Linked DNA regions of Mus musculus: region 2 is linked to region 1. Evidence: chromatin contacts called from public HiCAR-type data. All regions are on one chromosome and are shown on one strand. Each heading gives the region's core, a stretch centred on a gene start, on an enhancer-like site or on the middle of the called end of the contact. The rest is flanking DNA. Distances are from core to core; before and after follow the strand shown. Region 1 holds the start of Gde1 (glycerophosphodiester phosphodiesterase 1). Region 2 holds the start of Usp31 (ubiquitin specific peptidase 31).

Region 1 (2,700 bases), core at 199-2,698:
AGCAAAACAGACTAAAAGCTGTAGTATTTGCATATGTCCCAGGAATGACCTCCTATACCCCTCAAGTCAACTCTTGGCATTCTTCCATCTAAAACAATCTAGCTATGTAAGCAGTTAAGGTGTGACGTCACTCCACATACTTCTTTCATGCTATTTTTTTGATCTACAATTAAACCCACAGATGCAAGGCCAACACGTATGAAGGCTGACTGTAGTGCACTGAAGTCCATAATCCACTGAAATGCTCTTGCCATACAAGCTGACATTAATCTGAAAACAGAAGGCTTCCAAGGGCAAAGGGCTATTAAAATTCTCCTGGGTGCCTTATGGAAAGGGGAAGCAAATATTGACAGAGGAGTCTGGCTGCCAGGGTTGACGACTATGATGAAGGTGTATTTGGAAAGAGGCCATAAAGATAATATCCAAGTAATACAGAGGACAGAAATACACCCTGTGATAAGGGTGATTAAGAATATCTTGCTAGTTGGTGGTGGTGGGTGTCTTTAGTCCCAGCACTTTAACCCCACCAGGCAGGTGGATCTGAGTTGAGGCCAGTCTGATAAGTTCAAGGAGTGGACTACAGAGAAACCCTGTCTCGAAAAAAAGAGAGAAATCCCATTTACTAACAAGAACCCATTTGACCTAGTTCATATCTTAATTCATCCATACACTAGAGTTTGTTCTGCTCCTCGAAGCCAGCACCACATATAAGCCTGTTGTGTTGTGTTGCTACCTTACCACTCCAACATAAACCTCACCTCAGGCCCTTTGCACTTGCCATCGGCATCCTGGAACACTTCCCACTGATTCCAACCTTGTAATTCTAGTTCACAGTTCACAAATATCTAGTTCATAGAAAACTACTGCTACATAATGCACTGCCCCACCCTAAAGTAGCCTCATATGTTATCTCTCCCAACCCAGATGAAAGCCCTGTCAAAGGAGTCGTGCCTGGCTGCCATCCCAGCGTCTGGCACATACCAAGTCTTACAATTACCCGCGGAATTCTAGAAATAGCTGAAGTGGGGAGGGATGCGGAGCCGGGAGGAGAAGAAGAGATGTCAGCGGCGGAGCAGGCCCGAGGCGTGCGCGGGGCTCACCTGCCGGATGGCCGCCAGCGTGTTCTCGGGCGCGTCGTGGCTGCCGCCGCGATGGGCGATGGCGGACACGCGGTCACGGGGCTTGAGCACCTGCAGGGCCCGGCGGGACGGCACCGGCTCGAAGCTGAAGAACCGCAGCAGGATGTAGAGGCTGCCGGTGAGCACGCAGGCGTTGAAGGGGCTGCGTGTCACCACCAGCAGCAGCACCAGCACGAAGGAGAAGGGGCCCAGGAGGCCGCCCTGGTCCTCCCACAGCCACATGCCGGCGCCTGCACCGGCACGGACCGGAGCCCCGGACCTGCCGGGCGACGCGTAGACGCCGAGGTACTGGCCACAGCCGGAACCCTCCGCTGGGAGCAGCGCTGCACAATGGCGCCGACGGACCCATCTCGAGAAAGAGCCCGCCCTCCAGCCAATCAGAGTCCCGGAGCTTCGGCGTTGGGGGGCCGGAACCGCTGTCATGGCAACAGGAGCAGGCCCTTGCCCCAGGCCTGGGTTCCAAGGGCGCTTCGGGTTATGTAAAGTGAGGACAAGACTTAGACCCTGTCCTTCAGACTTAGTGGAAGGAGGGTGACACGGTCAAAGTTTCTTAGTGACCTTGTATCTGACCTCGAGGAAACTAAAGGCTTTGACTTTAAAAGGAACAGGATGTTTAACCTGCTTATTCAAAATGTGCCAGTAGTGTTTCCAGAGTTCTTCTGGGTCAGAGACAGGGCCTGTAATGAGCCAGGCTTACCCTGGAGCTGTAATAAGTTACGCTCCATGAACCAAACAAAAAAAAAAGTAAAAAGCAGAGAAATGGACACACCGGGAAGAAATCTAGTAAAGCACACCCACAAGTCCGTTTTCAGGGTTCTGACGGGAGGTTTAGGTTTAAATAGAGGGCAAGAGGCATGCTTGGCTAAGAAGCCCCGCCCATCATTGACCACTTAGTTCCAGTCTGTTCAGAAAGGTCCGGGACCTTCAGAACCCTTTGAACTTACAGAAAAGATACATTTTTTTCCAGGCTGGACACAGGCTCTAAGCCCTTTCCTTCTCTCAAAATCAGACTCCTAAGGAAATTCCAATTTCCTGCGGTCCATGCCTCAAAATAATATCAAGAAGGGTGACTTACAAATGTCTCTTTGGAATATCTTCATTCTTGCAAGGGCTGTTTCCACCAGGACACATGTCTGCATTTAGTGAAAGTACCTTCCCCTTGCGGGAAGTAGTATTGAGCACGATAACAAGACAAGGAAAATTAAGGGACCGTGGGAAGGAAAAAGAGCTCTTACTAGAAGTGTGGTTAAAGCCTCTTGACTTTAAGCATCAAGAATTCCTGCATGGGTAGCCCACATTCCTTTTATATGGAGATGCTTCAAGTTAGAATGTTCAAATAGCAACAAATCTAAAGGTCTAATATATGGCTTTTCTCCTTTTCCATCTGCAAGCCTGCAATTTGCTAGGAATCTCGTTGACAGTAAAGATGCGTTCACCTCCTTGTGGGACCTTTGTGAATCATGGTTTTATCTTAAGGATTGTGGCTCTTCTCAGTGTGCCCAGAAAGCCACCTTAAATCTCATTTATTGGGCTGGAGAGCTGACTCAATGATTGGGAGTAC
Region 2 (2,700 bases), core at 173-2,672, 3.0 Mb after region 1:
CACACGGGCAGCTGCAAGCCAAGGGCCAGGACCACCTCCTCCATCTATTACATCATCAAGTTCTGCCTTCTTCAAAGTACTATCTGATAACACCTGGTTCATTGTACTTAAGAATAGAAAGAAAAAAAAAAAAGCACTAAGCATGAACGGTACTAACATAGCTAAAGCACTTTATGTATCACACTGAACCCGCTAGAAGTGCCCAAACTGGGTAATCTCGCTGTCCAACGTAACCTGTCAACTTGCTAAACGTAAGTACCAGGTAAACGGGAGCATAAAGAGGCTCAGTGGTTTACTACTTAAGAAGCAGAAGCCGGATTCGAACCCAGATGGATAGATACTCTCCCACCAATACCCGCTCCAAAGATTGAAGTTCCATGAAGGCAGGGTCTTGGTCCTGGCAACATCCATCCCCAAGGCGGATCACAGGACCTGGCGCCCATGTTCTGGCGCTCGGAAGCCAAGCTGGCTGGATGAATGGTGGGAGGAATGCGTTCCTTTGTCATCTGGGTTATCTTCCAGAACTCTCTGAGCATCCAGCGCAGAAATCCTCCCGGCCCGAAGAGGAGGAGCCCAAGAAGCGCCCGAGCTCCAAGGCCCCCCGCCCCGGGCTCACCTTGAAGTCGCGGCTGTGTTGCGGGGTGTACTCCAGCGTCCAGAGCGCCCGCACCAGATGCGCCAGCTGCTCGGTGACCTCGCCCTGGCCGTGCGGCCCGCGGCCCGCCGGCTGCTCCGACTCCGGCTCTGGCTCCGGTCGGCCCGCCCGGTACTGGCCCAGAGCCAGGTACTCGGCGAAGAGCTCGGTGTTACTGAGGCACTGCAGCGTGGCGTTCATGAAGCACGTGTTGCCGTGGTTGCGGAGCCCCGCCACGCCGGGCACCGGCTCCGAGGCGCAGGCGGGAGGCGCGGGCGAGGCGGGCGGCGGCGGGCACGGCGGCGGCGTGGGCGCGGAGGCCGGCCCGGGCGGGAAGCAGCTGCGGAGGCCGCCGCGGTCCGGGGCGGCGCCCTCGGAGCTGAGGTGCGAGAGCGTGGACAGCGTCTTGAGGACGCGGCTCATGAAACTGCCCACCGAGCGCGCCGACGACGGCGACGAGGGCGCGGCCGGCCCGGGGCCGCCAGCGCCGCCGCCGCCCCCCGCGCGGCCACTCCGGAACAGCCGCTTGCTGAACGAGCGCTTCTCCTTCCCGCCCGCCGCCACCGGCGGCCCGGGCCCGGGCGCCGTTACCTTGGACATGGCGGCGGTTGCCGACGCTCATCACCGCGCCAGTCCGCCCGGACCGCGACTCCGCCACGGCCGCCGCCGCATCCCGCCGCCTGCGCCTCACCCGGCCCGGGGGGCTTCACGCCCTACACCACCTCAGAGCGCCGCGGAGAGAGCGAGCAAGAGAGCGGCGACCGAGGGGCGCGCGTGCGTCGCGCGGCCGCCCAAGTGGGCAGCTCACGTGACTCGCTGGCATCGCAGCCCCGCCCCGCACTGAAGCTGCGAGGCCGCCATATTGACTGTGGGAACAGCTCTCTCCCTGAACCCTGATTCAAGGACTCCCTCGGCTTAGGGCGTGGTTCTGCGTGTTGAAGCTCAAGACTGGCCATGTTTAGTATGGGCACGGTCCTAAACGTTAGGGCAGGCGCTGGATGGTGGATTTTAGGGGTGGGTCTCTGTCTTTGCTTGTCAAATAGAAAAGATCTAGAGAAAGTACTGAAATCAAGCTGCCACGTACCAGGTGGCAGAGGAGCTGATAGATACAGCTTTGTCTTGTCCCAGGCGGGTTAACTCAGCCTGGCTCCCGAGGGACTGCCGCGTACCCACCCGAACGTGGTCACGGAGCTGGCACATTCTGGTGGGCTTTTCTTTCAGGATGTACCTTGAGGTCTCAGCAAAGTAATATTATTAGAATTGCCTTGCTGAAAAGTTTTGTAAAATACAGCCTTTAAATCCTCTGAGCTCTCCCTTTAATCACTCAATAAACTGAGCATTTGCTCATTCATTCATTCAATCATTCATTCATCCATCCATTCATTCAGTAAATATAGCAACTGAACACTTGCTGTTTGCCAAATACTGTACTAAACTCTAAGGATACGACAAGACTGAAACTAACTGAGTTTCTGCTTGCCTTCCTATAGTGTACACTCTCAGTAGGTATTCATTCATGATTACCTCTGTATTCCACACACTATGCCAATCATGGAATACCTTCCTTGGTTTTCAGTTCAGTGCCTTTGACATCTCATTTAAACCCAAGTTTGGCTCAAAGACTTAACCTTTAAACCAAGGGTCACAGATGCACTACTATCGCAGAGGCTAGATAGGTCATAGCAATGAACAAAGAATCCTGGTGAGGGGTCGGTCATCTGCTGATCAGGTCATACTTCACATATCTTGGGAATACAAGAAATGTTGTGGACAGCGGCAACCTGCTAATTAACATTCTTCTAAAGAGATGGCTTTCGCTCACCTCCAGTCAGTTGTTCCCATGTGAGAATGAGGGCTTAGTGTTGCCAGATCAGCTGATTTTTAGAGAAAAGGTGGAAATTCTATTTTTAAATGTTGGTTCAATTTTTTTTAAAGGAAAAAAAACTGCATGGGAGAACAGCGTGCATTAAGGCTGCCTACTACTCAAAATCCACTGGTTTCTGACCTTCTCTTTGTATGTTCTCTTTGCTAAGAGATGAGCCTGAGCCCTGGTTACTGCAAAAAAC

Evidence for each region. HiCAR-type assays count read pairs that join an accessible place to other places.
Region 2: a HiCAR-type map of astrocytes shows a contact between it and region 1, with 2.4 times the contacts expected there. The contact joins the promoter of Usp31 here to the promoter of Gde1 in region 1. A contact is called at or near these places in 1 of 39 promoter capture datasets (pre-B cells) and 1 of 115 datasets of contacts at active chromatin or transcription factors (astrocytes).

Annotation. Positions count from the first base shown.
Region 1 is chr7:118,704,290-118,706,989 of GRCm38.p6, forward strand. Gde1 (glycerophosphodiester phosphodiesterase 1) reads right to left here and starts at 1,449. Exons shown (of 6, transcript NM_019580.4): 1 at 1,101-1,449. The coding sequence starts at 1,361.
Region 2 is chr7:121,706,020-121,708,719 of GRCm38.p6, forward strand. Usp31 (ubiquitin specific peptidase 31) reads right to left here and starts at 1,423. Exons shown (of 16, transcript NM_001033173.2): 1 at 617-1,423. The coding sequence starts at 1,234.